3 separate regions of the Mus musculus genome follow, and regions 1 and 3 are each linked to region 2. The links are chromatin contacts, called in public promoter capture Hi-C maps. All regions are on one chromosome and are shown on one strand. Each heading gives the region's core, a stretch centred on a gene start, on an enhancer-like site or on the middle of the called end of the contact. The rest is flanking DNA. Distances are from core to core; before and after follow the strand shown. Region 1 holds the start of Ces1a (carboxylesterase 1A). Region 2 has its middle 21 kb from the start of Ces1h. Region 3 holds the start of Ces1b (carboxylesterase 1B).

Region 1 (4,977 bases), core at 34-2,533, 350 kb before region 2:
TGGCTGGGATGACCATGTTAAGAACTGCCAGGAGAATATTCTTGACTCCAGAATGGTCCCTGTTCTTTACTTGACCATTAAGCAAACCTCAGTCCTTTATCTAGGGATTTGAGAGTCTCCACATCATGCACCTGTACATTTCAGACCCCCCCCCAGTTCCCATGGTCTCTACTTAGCAGTATTTGTAGCCCATTTATTCTTCCCAGCCAGAACTTGTACCTTGGTATCTGAATCTCTGAACTCTGCTTTTTCACGTATGCAATTCCTTTCCATCTCCCCTCATTTACTTATTCATTCCCTCAGTACAAGTCCCAGCCCCCCCTGGTGATGTGAAGGCCTTAATCCCTCCTCCAACTCCTTGCAGCTCCTTTCTGTTCCCTCTCTCATCTAGGTGTGTCTGTGGTCCTTCTCCTACAATGACAGGCTCCTGAGTCTAAGGTGTGCCTCTTAATCACCTTCTCATACAACATACAGTTCATACCAATATCTCTTGGGGACTGAGGAACAAATTATCTTCTTAGTAGCATTTGGCTCTTAACATGTTGGCTTGACCATATTTCAAATTTTTATTAATATACCCATTAAAGATATCACCCCTTTACGTCCATCCATATATTGTGCTTCTAGACCAGACACTATGCTAAGAGCTACAAAACAACCACCTATGCCACCCTCAGTACAGCCCAGTAAGGAAGGCTCTATTGCTTTCCATTTTCCAGATTCATCACCCAGACACTGCAAAGTTGAAGTGTCTTTCCCAAAGTCATGGGGATCAGAAGAGCTGAACTAGACTCTAGCCTTGTGCCCTGGCTCCTGACTCAATGCTGTTAAAACTCTGCTGAGCCTCTTTTTATGTCTACCCAGAGATAGAGTAAGATCTGGGAGATAGCTAGGGCCTCTCATGCTAGCTCAATGACTTCTTAGCACCTGCAGCTGCAGTATCACCATGGTTTTCTTTCCCTGGATCTCTGTGATGGGAGGAGCTTGCTGGGTTCCTTTGCTCCAAGCCCATTTTGAAATCATGCTGGTGATCTCTGATACAGAATGGAACCTGGCCTCTCTTCTCTTCATACGCATTTACACTCCCATTTGCCCTGGCTTAGGAGCTTCAAAAGAGCTCCAAGTGTTTGTGTTTTGGAAGAACTTACCCAAAGCCATGCAAGTGTTGAGGGAAGCCAGGGCCAGAGCAAAGAGCCACATGCTGGAAGGCCAGTTGCTTTGGGGCCCTGTGACGAGATCTTGGTGCTCTTCTGAAGGGCTTTGTATAACCTGTCTTAGATGGTGAGGCCTTGTTACCACATCCATCCATGTGTGGTCCAGTGGCCTAATCATGAGATGACAAGGTGCTCTGCCTGCTCCACAGAGCTCCCAGGAGTCTGATGGCAACCCAAGCCATACATAGCCTTAGTTCAAGCTCTTATAATTGGTTCCAGACTCAACTATCAGATTACATATGATCTCAAACAACAACATCTTACATAAGCTCTTTCCCGTGGCACTCTAACCTCCGTCCACCTTGAGCTTCCCAAAGGCATGCACAGCAAATGGCATCTTCAGGCAGGGCTAAGCTTTGGTCTGAGACCCTCAGAAAGGGCTGGAAATTTTAGAGCAATGCTCAGCTCCACAGCTGCTGTCTGGGGAGTTTAGAACATATCTACAACTTCCCTCAGATAGTGGCTCAGAAATTCTGTGTTCTCAAGTCTGCAAGTGAAGTTAAATTGTGAGTAGTTCTCTTTCTGATGCTTAAAGTAGGTTCCCAATGCTCCTACCAAGTGGCCAAGCCATCTGCCATCCACCTCTAGACTCGGAGAGCTCACTACTTTTAAATATGTTTGGGAGAAAAATTTCTGTGCTAAATCAACTCCATCTCTCCACAGTATCCATCATTTATTGGACGTTTGCCAAAATGTATTTTTCTCCACAGTAAAATAAAATGCCAAGATTTGAAATTAGAAACTCGTGGGAGTTGAGTCACTGATGTTTGTGAAACACATCTTCTCACCTTTCCCTACTTCTACATATTCCCGAGAAATCAGGGAACCCACTTGATGATACTGGTTTCTAATTTTTGTTTTAAGGCAGGGTTTCATCCATAGCTGGCCTTGATCTTCTGATTCTCCTGTTTCTACTTCCTAGGTACTGAGATTACAAACTCATACCACCATACTGAGATTACAAACTCATACCACCATACTGAGGTTTTGTTCCTAATCTGTTTTTGTGTTAAGGCCTCTAGTCTTGTCTGGATCTGCACCATCTCAGCCACACCAGCAGCCTCCCTGGATCTGTGAAGAAAAATATGTTCCTTTGTTCCTGTGCTTCCCTCTGCTGGACACTGGGAAATACTAAGGTCAATGGGACTTTATGGTGTTAGTTCTGGTTGATATCATGGAACAAGTGTGTGTGGGGGAGCTTTTTCAGAAAACAAAATTAAATAAAATTCTACTGTGGTGGAAAATAGAACAAGTTGTTGCTTAATGAACTGAAGAAGCCTGTTAGGGACATGTGTCTGCAGGATTTAGGAGTGACTGAAAGGGCCTGGCCTTGGACTCACCTTATCTCCTGAAAATGTGGGGACACCTTAAATCATATTGAAAGATGAAGGTAACATTTTAAAAGTTGTTAGTCCCAGAAGTAACTGGAAACAGCAGGACCCAGGCACCCAGGAAGTCCACCCGACCATTAGCACAGGTTGCTTCTGGTTTTTAGCCAGTGCCCTAAGCAGACCTTGGGCACAAACTCCACAGCCAGTCCCACAACACCCAGAGGAAGCTCTACTCCCAGGTGCTATAACATGTTCAGGAACACAGGATCACAGGATCAGAGGCTCCTAGGAACTTGATTACACCAGGATCTCAGGGTCCCAGAGGCAGCTTGACTCCCAGGAGCTCTGACACACCCAGGATCTCAGGATCCCAGGATCCCAGAATTATAGGATCCCAAAGACAACTGAACTTTGAGGAGTTCTGACACAACCAGGATCACAGGAAGGACAGGCTCCAGTCAGATATAGCCAGGCAGGTAGCACTAGAGATAACCAGATGGCAGGAGGCAAGCATAAGAACATAAGCAACAGAAACCAAGGTTTCTTGGCATCACCAGAACCCAATTCTCCCACCATAGCAAGTCCTGGATACACCATCACAGTGGAAAAGCAAGATTCGGATCTAAAAATCATTTCTCATAATGATGATAGAGGACATTAAGAAGGACATAAATAACTCCCTTAAAGAAATACAGGAGAACACAGGTAAACAGCTAAAAGTCTCTAAAGAGGAAACCCAAAAATTCCTTAAAGAATTACAGGAAATCACAATCAAACAGGTGAAGGAAACAAACAAAACCATCCAAGATCTAAAAATGGAAATAGAAACAATATATAAATCACAAAGAGAGACAACCCTGGAGTTAGAAAACCTAGGAAAGAGATCAGGAGTCATAGATGTCAACATCACCAACAGAATACAAGAGATAGAAGAGAGAATCTCAAGTGCAGAAGATACCATTAAAAAAAAAACCAAACCAAAACAAACAAACAAACAAAAAAAAAAACCATTGACAACAGTCAAAGAAAATACAAAAAGCAAAAAACCCCAACCCAAAACATCCAGAAAATTAAGGGCAAAATGAGAAGACCAAACCTAAGGATAGTAGGTATAAATGAGCACGAAGATTCCCAACTTAAAAGGCAAGTAAATATCTTCAACAAAATTATAGAAGAAAACTTCCCTAATCTAAAGAAAGAGATGCCCATGAATATAAAGGAAGCCTACAGAACTCCAAATAGACTGGACCAGAAAAGAAATTCCTCTTGCCACATAATAATTAAAACACCAAATGCACTAAACAAAGAAAGAATATTAAAAGCAGTATGGGAAAAAGGTCAAGTAACATATAAAGGCAGACATTAGAATTACACCAGACTTCTCACCAGAGACTATGAAAGCTAGAAAATCCTGGGCAGATGTCATACAAACCCTAAGAGAACACAAATGCCAGCCCAGGCTGCTATACCCAGCAAAATGCTCAATTATCATAGGCAGAGAAAACAAGTTATTCCATGACAAAACCAAATTTACACAATATCTTTCCATAAATTCAGCCCTACAAAGGATGACAGATGGAAAACACCAACACAGTGAGGAAAAATTATATCCCCGTGCACATTATTTAAATCACATTTTTATTTTAAAAAACTAGACATAATAATGTCTAGGTCAGGTGAAAAGGATCCACTTATTGGCACATACCATGATCCTGTTCAGATATTTAATATGGGGGAAAGGGGGTAATGCTTCTGTTTTTTCCACAGAATGCTACAAGAGCATGCTAGCTTCCAATGTGACAGGCTGACCTGTGACCTGTGAGTGCACTAACACTGGTGACCAGAAAGCTGTATTGAGTGCACAGAGTAGGAAAAAATCGGAGAGCAGCCACTTGCAAACAGATGAAGAAACTTCCTATCTCCGCCATGGGCTGCAGCAAGGAGTGCCAACCTGGGGCCAACTTAAAATAAAAACAACTAAAAAAGCTGACTCATGAGGCGGAGAGACTGGTACAGAGAATGTACAAGATGCTTTCGTCAGAGAGCATTTTTTTTTTTTGGCCATTCTGGCCAACTCCTTATAGCTATAAAAGCTTGTGTACCTTACCTGTATCCTATATTGTTAGATAATTTTAAGAGTCAAGATCACCAATCTTGGCAAGTCTTTTCATATTCATTGTAATTCTTGTCAATTAATTAATTGTGTAGATCCTAATTTAGATAAGGAATCTACTGTTAAGATTTTGTTATAGAGACATGCTTATGTTTTGCTGCCTATTAGAGTTAAGAAATGATCCTTGGTTTAAAAATCTGAGAATGCAAACTTTAAAAAGGTATTTACCACAGCTTTAGATCAACAGCTACATTAAAGCTAGAAAGACAGAAATTTCAGATATTAGTAAAAGTCATTTGGACACTTGGAACATTAATCG
Region 2 (4,413 bases), core at 484-2,983:
GTGTGTGTGTGTGTGTGTGTGTGTGTGTGTGTGTTCTAAGATATTTACAAAAATTTCCATTCTAAGTTCAGCAATATTATCACCAACAATCCAGGAAGTTTGTAAACAATATTTTCCCTGATGTTTTCTGCCACCTGCTGGACTGTGAGAAATTCACAGGTGAAGTAGTGATTTAAACGAATAAGATTTTAAAATGTTTAAGGGGAGGGTTCTATTTAAAGCTTTTCTTTCCTTCTTTCTTTCTTTCTTTCTTTCTTTCTTTCTTTCTTTCTTTTTAAATTTTCATTTCATACAATAGCAGTACTTAGGAGTTAGCCTGTTTAATCTTGTGATCCATGTCTGTGTAGGAATAGTTGAGGCAATGAAATATTTTGCAACAATCAGCAATTTTTTAAGATCACAAGACTCTCTTTTAAAAAAAAGAAAGAAAAAAAATGCATCATTAAGTATAATCCTCTGTTCGTCAGAGGGGAAGGTACATGTGTACAAATCCTGCCAAGGATTCAAATCTCTCTCCTAGACTTTGTTTCAGGGAAAAGAAAGAAATGTAATGAGTCTACTGTTTCTCCGAATATTTCTTCCCTCCTTGTTGACTTTGGGTTTGCTTCAACCTCTAGAACCACAAACCAACAGGAACTTAGGAGATGGAAAGGACCTTTAAGCCCCTTAAACTAGATGATGGTGGTCAGGGTCTCCACTAAGCATAAGATGTTATCATGATTCTTCTCTCAAACTGCATCACAACCAGCAATGGAACCTAGAACTTCATAGTCAGGGCAACAGCCAAGGCATGCAACAGTCTTGCTTCCAGTGCCCTGCATGCACTGCCAAAGTCTGCTGTCTTGGGGCAACTGGCTATGAAGACCAGTGATATTTCCACAATTTCAGGGTCTACAGAAGTTCACTGTGTCCTGGAATCTCACTTTAGCCCCAACATAAATGACAGTGGCTGAACTCCATGGAGTTTTTATATAGGTAGACTGGTGAACTGTCTCCTTGCACACATGATTAGATTGAGCCATTTACTAAGAGCAAAGTACTCCTTGAAGCTGTCATGTCCATCTACCTTCATATTCTGCCTGACCGCAATGTCAAAGGTGACCTCCATTGGGAAAAAGGAAATCTGAGCTCTTCTCCACCAGTGCCTGAGGTTGGATCAACATATCCAGTGTGTATAAAACACCTCCATGTGGATTAGGTGATCCTTCACCCATCGAGAGGACAACAACCCAGGAGCATCCAACGAGAGTCCTGCTGTCATGTTCTTTGATTCAGACATCTAAAGACTATACCACAGCAGATAGCAGGTACCTAATTGAATGTAATCCAAATAGACCATCTACCTGGTCATTTCACCAGCAGCATGACACACCATGGGCTGTGAGTATCCAGCTAAAGGTCAAAGAGGAAATAACAGGTTGCAGGGTGAAATAGAGCCTACGCCTGAAAAGCCTGACAAGAGTCAGATATGGAAATCCCAGGATGAAGGTTGATTACAGGTAGAACAGTAAGAGTGCCAAAGGCCCTCAGGACGAGGCTGTAACTGAGGTGAAGTGTTGTGCATGGTGGAGAGGTTCACAAGCACCCTACTGTCACATAGAGGAAGGTGCTCAGAAACACCACAACCAAAAGTACTGAAGGTTGTGAGAACACTTTCAGCCTGGTGATCCTGTGCACTCTGGCCCTCACAGCACTCTCACTAGCCCTGAGGACACCACAAAGAACATGAAAGGAGGCTGCATGGAACGGCAGATGAATTGAATGAAGCAACTCAGCCCCAGCCAAAACAAACTGCCTGTGTTGTCATAAGAGCAAAACACTTGCCGGCCAAAAGTGAAAAGAGGTGCTCAGAGGAGAAACATTATGAAACCCATGAGATGGGGAATGAACCTCAAAAACCAAACAAACTAACTAACTAAAGGGGGGAGGGACACCACCCCCAGCCTGACTTTCTGGAGGAGCTCAGGTCCAAATCTGAGTACACACTGTCAACAATGGTAGCATCAACAACATCTGAATACCCGAGGTCAAGGAAAAGGCTCTTGCAGATCAAGAGGAGGGCAGAGGACTAGACCACAGCCCTGGTGTCACAGGCATGGTAAAGGAAATCAGAATTGAGCTAGGCCCAGGGTCACAAGATGAGTTCTTAACTTCTGCCTTCAAACTACAAATCACTCAAGGAGACAGGCAGACACTAAAAGGACAACCAGTGGTTCAGTGGCAAAGTCATCAATTTTTGGGGGGGGGGGGAAATAGGGGGGTCTTTTTTATTTTTTTATTAGATATTTTTTACTTACATTTCAAATATCCCCTTTCCTGGTTTTCCTCTGAAAATCCCCTACCCTTTCCCCTCTCCCCCTGTTCACCAACCCACCCACTCCTATTTCCTGGCCATGGCATTCCCCTACACTGGGGCATAGAGCCTTCACAGGACCAAGGGCCTCTCCTCCCACTGATGACCAACAAGGCCATCCTCTGCTACATATGCACCTGGAGCCATGAGTCCCACCATGTGTTTTCTTTGGTTGATGGTTTAGTCCCTGAGAGCTCTGGGAGTACTGGTTAGTTTATATTGTTGTTTCTCCTAAGGGGGTGCAAACCCCTTCAGCTCCTTGGGTCCTTTCTCTAGCTCCTGCATTGGGGACCCTGTGCTCAGTCCAATGGATGACTGTGAGCATCCACTTTTGTATTTGTCAGGCACTGGTAGAGCCTCTCAGGAGACAGCTATAACAGGCTTCTGTCAGCAAGCACTTGTTGGCATCCACAAAAGTGTCTGGGTTTGGTGATTGTATAATGGGAAGGATCCCCAAGTGGGGCAGTCTCTGAATAATCACTCCTTCAGTCTCTGCTCCATACTTTGTAACTCCTTCCATGGACACAGAAAATGTGGTACATTACACAATGGAGTACTTCTCAACTCTTAAAAACAATGAATTTATGAAATACTTAGGCAAATGGATGGATCTGGAGGATACCATCCCGAGTAAAGTAACCCAATCACAAAAGAACACACATGGTATGCACTCACTGATAAAGTAATCAATTTTTACATGAGTCTTCTCATGGAAAGAAATTAAAGTCAAAGTCACCCTGCACTGCATACATTTAATGTCTTCTTTTATACAAAATTAAAGTGTGAGGGCTTCCAGTCAGCCAAAAGATGGACCCAGGCAGTTAATCTCTTTGCAAAGGAGCTTATTCTGGTACCCAATCACCTGCATGCTTAGTGGAGACTGGTGGTTGATCTACAGAAGAAGAGTATTGTCTACCTAGATTCGATGGGACAGAAAAAGCCTGACATCCATCCTTCAGCTGATTGTCCACTGTCTGCAGGATGAGAACAAATGGAGGATTGTGGATCAGATTGAAACCCTGTGGAGGGGAATCAATACGGCATGCCAGCAGAGGAGATTCCTCCGCAGCTGAATGGGAGCAATTGTGGAATATTAACCTGTTGATATGCAGACTACATTTCCAGAGGCCAACCCATCACCTCTCAGCAGCACATGCCTCTGTTTAGGAGGAAGATGGTGTGGGAAACCCAGCATAAGCACTTACTGTAGCAACACCCACCTGCTGCAGTCTTTCATGGGTGTGGCCAAGGACTTCAGGCTGGGTGGTGGGGGAAGAGCTTTGAAATAGTTTTGGGCTGTAAAAAGTGAGTGATGCCCCACCCTCCTCTATGCAGTGCTAACATAGAGAAAGGAACAGCCCCATTTGAAGCACTCTATATGTGCGTGCACGCACACACACACGTTAGAAACGAAACCCACACAACACATGCTCACAGGCTCTCTGCTTTAAAGAGTTTATTTGTGACTGGGATTGATTTTGAATCTTAATTCAATTTTTCCCCTTTTTTTCTTTTGTAATTTTGCTCTCCTTGTGCATGTTTTAGCTCACTGTCAGTAGCTATTTCCCAGTTCTTTTTAGTATTTAATTTTCAATTGCTTATTTGAAAGGAATGTCAGTTCCAGTACCAGTCTCCCCAGCAAGTCAGGCTGGTTACCCAATGTGGAGCACTATAGGAGTTTCACAGTATAATTGAGCTCTGACCACGTGACCTGGGTCTGGGTCCAGCATTTCAAGGGTCATCAAGTGTCAGCATTTCAAGATACATCATCACCTAGAATTAAAAAATGATCTTTTTTTTTTTGAAGTCGAATGAAGGAACTGGAAAGTTCAATATGGATTTTTGACTCAGGTTTCCTTGTACATAAGCTTCAGTCTTGTGAGTACTATGGAACTGTGTCTTGCAAAACCTAGTCAGCTCAAAGCTATTTTTCTTTAATACATTTTTTGTATATGTTAAGCTGAAATTAATTATTTTCATCAATATTTATATTCCCCACCCTATGAACACAATTAGTACAGATTTAATGATAGTGTTAAAATTGCCAATCATAAATGTTT
Region 3 (4,917 bases), core at 2,168-4,667, 320 kb before region 2:
CTGTAGTTGACTATGCTCCTCTACCAGGTAAACATGCTACATAGTTCTCAGAAGACATTCATTAACCAAGACAGTCAGCTACAATGGTAGGAAACCTGTTGTAGGTTGACGCAGGGGGGAGCATCATTGTGGGAGAACCCCAGGAAAACTAAATTCTAGCCTTGTCTCAGACATGATGTTCTGGGTGGACTAAGGTAAATTCCTTTCCCACTCAGGCCCAAAGCTTCCATGTTCAGATGGAGTGAGCAAAGTCTCCAAAGGTCTTGTTGCATGACCTGCTAAGGTCCAACTTCTTCCTGTTCCAACAGCCACTATTGACACCTTGAAAAGGCTCTTAAACAATGTAGCATGGAATTCAGAGCAGTTATTGAATTCTCCCAGAGTATTAGGAACATATTCAGGTTCTCCTTGTATATGAAGCCATTCTTGGGTCAGTTCAGCCTAAGGCATCTATTATTCTTTCTGTTTTACAGTTGAGGAATTGGTGGCACAGAGAGGTTTGACAGAGGGCTGGAGGACACAGAGCTAGGAAGATCATGTTAGGTAGTGCTTATACTCCAAGTAGATTATAGCAACACCCCAGGGCACTTTGCAATGAGAAGGTCTGCTATCACCATCCCTGGGTATAGACATGATGTTGTGTAGGGACAGCATAGCCCAAACCACATCAAACAACAGAGATGCCTAAATCTCTGTCCCGGGTCATTTTTGCTACATCACTGTGAGTAGTGCATTATATTCATAAAAATATAAATTCATATGTTAAATGCGGATAGAAAAGTTCAAGTTCACTAATGTTTAGAAAAAATGAAGTATAGAAACAAAGTTTCTGTTTATTATTGTTATGGTCTCAGTTTGTTTATCCAGTGCACCATTAAAAATTCATCAAGTAAGCCCAGGCATGGGTAAAAGCCAGGGATAGAAGTTTTTAAGTTTTCATAGGAGAATTGTGCAGAGTTTGGTTTTGTATGGAGATAAATGCCAAAGTTCATTTTTTGACTCAGCAATATTACCTTTGTGAATTTGTCCCAAACTGTTTATGGTTGTATGTAATAAATCCATTAGAATTTTGTTTATAGCCAAGGAAACCAAACTACTTTAATCAACCCAAATAGAAGACTGTGTAAATAAATAATACTTTAGGACCCAATTATGCACAGTTAATAAATATTAACAGTATATGTATATGTAAATGTACATATATGTATATATAGTCTTATATTCATCATATTATTTATTATATTAATCATTATATACAATTAATATTATATTATAATATAAAATATATTTTCAATATGGCATGAAAGGATGCTGATGCATATGAATGTGCCAGGCTGCCACCGATACACTCTCTATTTTTCATCTCTGTTTAATGGAGGGTTTACAGAGAAAAATGTCTTGAAAGCATGATCTCAATTGTTAATAGCAGTTCTCTCTGAGCTGTCGAATTGTACATGATTTTAACTCTATTTCACTTCCATGTAAGTGTGTATGTCTGTGTGTGTGTGAGTGTGTGTGTGTGTGTTTAACTTTTTGTGATAGTAAGTGTCTGACTTTGCAAGCAAAATGTAAATGAAGTACATAGCACTTAGCACTTATTAGTTGTAGACAAAAGGCATGAAATGGTGAGAAGATAGCCAAGTATAGAATCCTGGAAACTCCCAGAGGAACCTTGAGGAGGACACAAATGCTCTCTGATCTGACATTTGTATGTTTTTGAGGTTCTCTGAGGTGGCCATGAGGCCATCTGGAATTCTTGGGCTTGTTCACTCAGTTGCCAGGAGTGATGTGATACAACCTTGGTAATTGCTTGTGAATAAGTAGCTAGGTAGATCTGGGCTGAGTAATTGCTGTCATCTTTTCTATTCTACTCACCCACAAGTCCACACCCACCGCACTCCTAAGCAACACTAAAGTTCAAATCACAATGATATAGCATCTTACTTCTCATCTCCCTCACCTGATCAATTACTGTTTTCCAAAGCATTTAGGATGTTCTAGTATATTGCATGATTGATGTACTAATCTACAGACTTCTTATATTCTCTTTCCAGCCAATAGGATAAAAGATTTAGCAACTTGCTTCCCTTCATGTTTCCTAAAAACCCAGAACAGTACTGGTTCACCACAGGTACTCAGTACATTTGTGCTAAATAAAGGGTTTGGAAAACTACGAAAGTTCTTAGTATCTAGACCATATTTAAGGACTCATGATGCTCTCAGGAATGCCAATAATTGCTGTTAATATAGCTAGTCAGAGGATTGCCTTGTCTCCATCTTGGATCACCGTGAGATAGGTATACCTATCTCATATACCCCCTTTTGATCTGCTGTTATAATGCTAAGTACTGGTTCTGGTTAACTCAGGGAAGGGGAAACTCTCATATACACCAATTTATCCTTGATTAGTCAATAGAGCTGCCTACAGCCTATAACTGGGAAGAGGAGAGGTAGAAAAAGTTTCAGCTCTTGGCCTTGGGGTTTGAGGCAGGACCACCAGAGGAAGGAGTGAAGGTAAAGAGAGGATAAGACACCATTGGGTAGGAGAATCATGAAAATGTGGCCATAAGGGCTGGCCAATTGGTATAAGAGCAGCCCAGGTGGAATATGGCAAATTATATCTCATGGTTATTGATAGGGAAGTAGACAAAATAGCTTAGAGATTAGATATCTACCCATTTATAGTGGTTTAAAGTCTTACTATAAATATAAAAGTTTTATGTCTTTTATCTGGGAGCTAAATGATCCAAGGCATGGTAGAAAGCCCCAATTCACTTTACATACTTACCATAACACATGTCCACTGAAACAATCCCCACCCTTGTAACTTACATAGGAGGATAGGAGGTGGCATTCTTCACAAAGCTCCAGGGCTCTGCAGGCTCTGGTGGAGCAAACCTCAGGGATCCAAGAGGGGGCTTGGCAAAGGGGACTCCCAGGAAAACTGCCACAGGGTGTTCAAATCCTTCTAAGCTGGTGTACTTTCCCAGGATTTTGCCTTGGGTGGTGTCCACTACCGGTGATGAGGGTGAGTGTCCTGATATTGGAGAAAACATGAGGAAACATCAGAGATGATGGTCAAACCTGGATTCATGGTTGGTTTAGTGACTTTTAGGCTTGCATCATTGATAGTCACTTGAACTTCTAAGGTCTCTTTTCCTCCCAACATTAAAGAGAGGGCCAACTAAAAAGTAATCTGTTTGGAGGTATAAATGTCGCCCATCTAAGCCCGTACAAGGGTCAGTGAACTGTTTTGTGCTTGCTCTGTATACATTTCACCCACTTCATCAAGGACAGGTTTCCAAATGTACAACCCAATGTTTGTAATCCAGAAGAACTTACCCCATATTGGGCAAAGAGCAAGAGAAGCCCAGACCAGAGCATGGAGCCACATGGTAGAAGGAAGGACAGGAACTCTAGGAGACAGGGAGGTGTCTGCAGCTCAAATAGAGAGCCTCTTTGCTGTGGACCCACCTCTAGACCAATTAGCATAATTACATAAAGCTCCCCCTCTCCAAAGAGCTCCCAAGGTATTTGTTAGGACCTCCAAGCCACACCCACTACGAGTTTACTCTTCTTTTTCTTTAAAGACACTACCCACTCTCTGATATCAAGCCAACCTCTTATGCAAACACTTCTAACTGAAAAGCTCAGTGCACCTTGAACTTCTCAAGGCAGGTACCAGCAAGCAGATGCATGCAGTCAGGAAGAAGTCCCCAGTGTTGCTCGGCTGGGAACATTGCACACTTCCCAGCTGCCATGCATCTATTTCCTAGAAGAGATGGTCTCAAGTTTGGAAGTTTTCTAATCTCACTCTTCAGCCAGTGTTGTTTTCTGATGTTGACTATTCCTGCCAGGTAACCTGAAGCACCAGTGTATACCTCTGTTAATGATCTCACTGCTTTTGGATCAGGGCTGCTTAGCCACAATGTTTGTATTAGTTACTTCTGCTTGCTGTGATGAAACACGAAGAGCAAAGACATCATAAGGAGGAGAAAGTGTCCGGAGGGAGAAGAGTCCATAATGGCAGCGCAAAAGCATGGTGACGTGTAGCAAGCCTGATCATAATACTTAAATGTAAGCTCACAGTAGAGAGTGAACTAGAAATGATGAGAGACTTTAAATTCTCTAAGCCTACCTCCACTGACATACTTCCTCTAAGAAGTCTATATCTTCTAAATATCTCCAAACAGCACCACTAACTGGGGATCAAGTGAAAGCCCAAGACTATGGGAACAGTCCTCATTCAAACACAACATTGTCCTTAAGTCAAATAAACTTTGTGAACCACAATCCTTTGTCTAATCATCCACATATGCATCTATCTATGAATTCTTTCTTTCTTGGAGATTTTATTTACTTTTTGTGCATTTGACTGCGTATATATCTATGCAGCATGTGTATACAATGCCCGCAATGGCCAGAAGAGGGAGGTCTTCAAGACACCAGGAAATGGAGTTATAGATTGTGAACCAATGTATGGGTTCTAGAAACTGAACATATGTCCTCTAGAAAAGCAGCCATTGCTCTTAATGGCTGAGACACATCTATAGCCCTTATCTATGAATTATTTAAAATGTCCAAAATGTTTTGCATTAGCACCACTTGAATGTACCTAGATAAAGCAAAATAAAAGAGAATATGTACTGTTTGATTTCTGATTTCACTATGTGGTGTTGTTCCTGTTTCTTAACCCCAGCAGCCCAGGAGCCTTGGAAAGAAGCATGTGTCTCTAATACAGTGATAAGACATTTGGAAAGTTTGTGGTGAAGGAAGGTGTGACTATAAAGCATTGCTTTGACCTTGTTTAAGAAAGAACCCTGATATAGCTGTCTCTTGTGAGGCTATACCGGGGCCTAGCAAACACAGAAGTGGATGCTCACAGTCAGCAATTGGATGGATCACAGGGCCCCCAAT

What was found. Promoter capture Hi-C pulls out the DNA fragments that hold promoters and counts their contacts.
Region 1: a promoter capture Hi-C map of liver shows a contact between it and region 2, with 4 times the contacts expected there. The contact joins the promoter of Ces1a here to the enhancer-like site in region 2. A contact is called at or near these places in 16 of 39 promoter capture datasets (the 3T3-L1 cell line, 3T3-L1-derived adipocytes, the C10 cell line and 10 more), 1 of 15 datasets of contacts at CTCF or cohesin (hippocampal excitatory neurons), 18 of 484 Hi-C or Micro-C datasets (the 3T3-L1 cell line, cardiomyocytes, cerebellum and 8 more), 3 of 115 datasets of contacts at active chromatin or transcription factors (astrocytes, embryonic stem cells and hepatocytes) and 4 of 9 other capture datasets (adipose tissue, embryonic stem cells, liver and 1 more).
Region 3: a contact with region 2 is called in a promoter capture Hi-C map of liver, with 4 times the contacts expected there. The contact joins the promoter of Ces1b here to the enhancer-like site in region 2. A contact is called at or near these places in 4 of 39 promoter capture datasets (Sertoli cells, cranial neural crest, erythroid cells and 1 more), 3 of 484 Hi-C or Micro-C datasets (the N1E-115 cell line, liver and nephron progenitors), 2 of 115 datasets of contacts at active chromatin or transcription factors (embryonic stem cells and hepatocytes) and 2 of 9 other capture datasets (adipose tissue and pancreatic islet).

What each region holds. Positions count from the first base shown.
Region 1 is chr8:93,046,909-93,051,885 of GRCm38.p6, forward strand. Ces1a (carboxylesterase 1A) reads right to left here and starts at 1,284. Exons shown (of 14, transcript NM_001013764.2): 1 at 1,149-1,284. The coding sequence starts at 1,200.
Region 2 is chr8:93,398,123-93,402,535 of GRCm38.p6, forward strand. No RefSeq gene overlaps it. Among named protein-coding and RNA genes, the nearest start is that of Ces1h, 21 kb to the left of the region's middle. Within about 2 kb of position 1,734, at least 6 of the 459 cell types and tissues checked have an H3K27ac peak or open chromatin away from gene starts, as enhancers often do. A contact at or near this core is called in hepatocytes and liver, where this site is marked.
Region 3 is chr8:93,076,523-93,081,439 of GRCm38.p6, forward strand. Ces1b (carboxylesterase 1B) reads right to left here and starts at 3,418. Exons shown (of 13, transcript NM_001381922.1): 1 at 3,343-3,418; 2 at 2,833-3,037. The coding sequence starts at 3,394.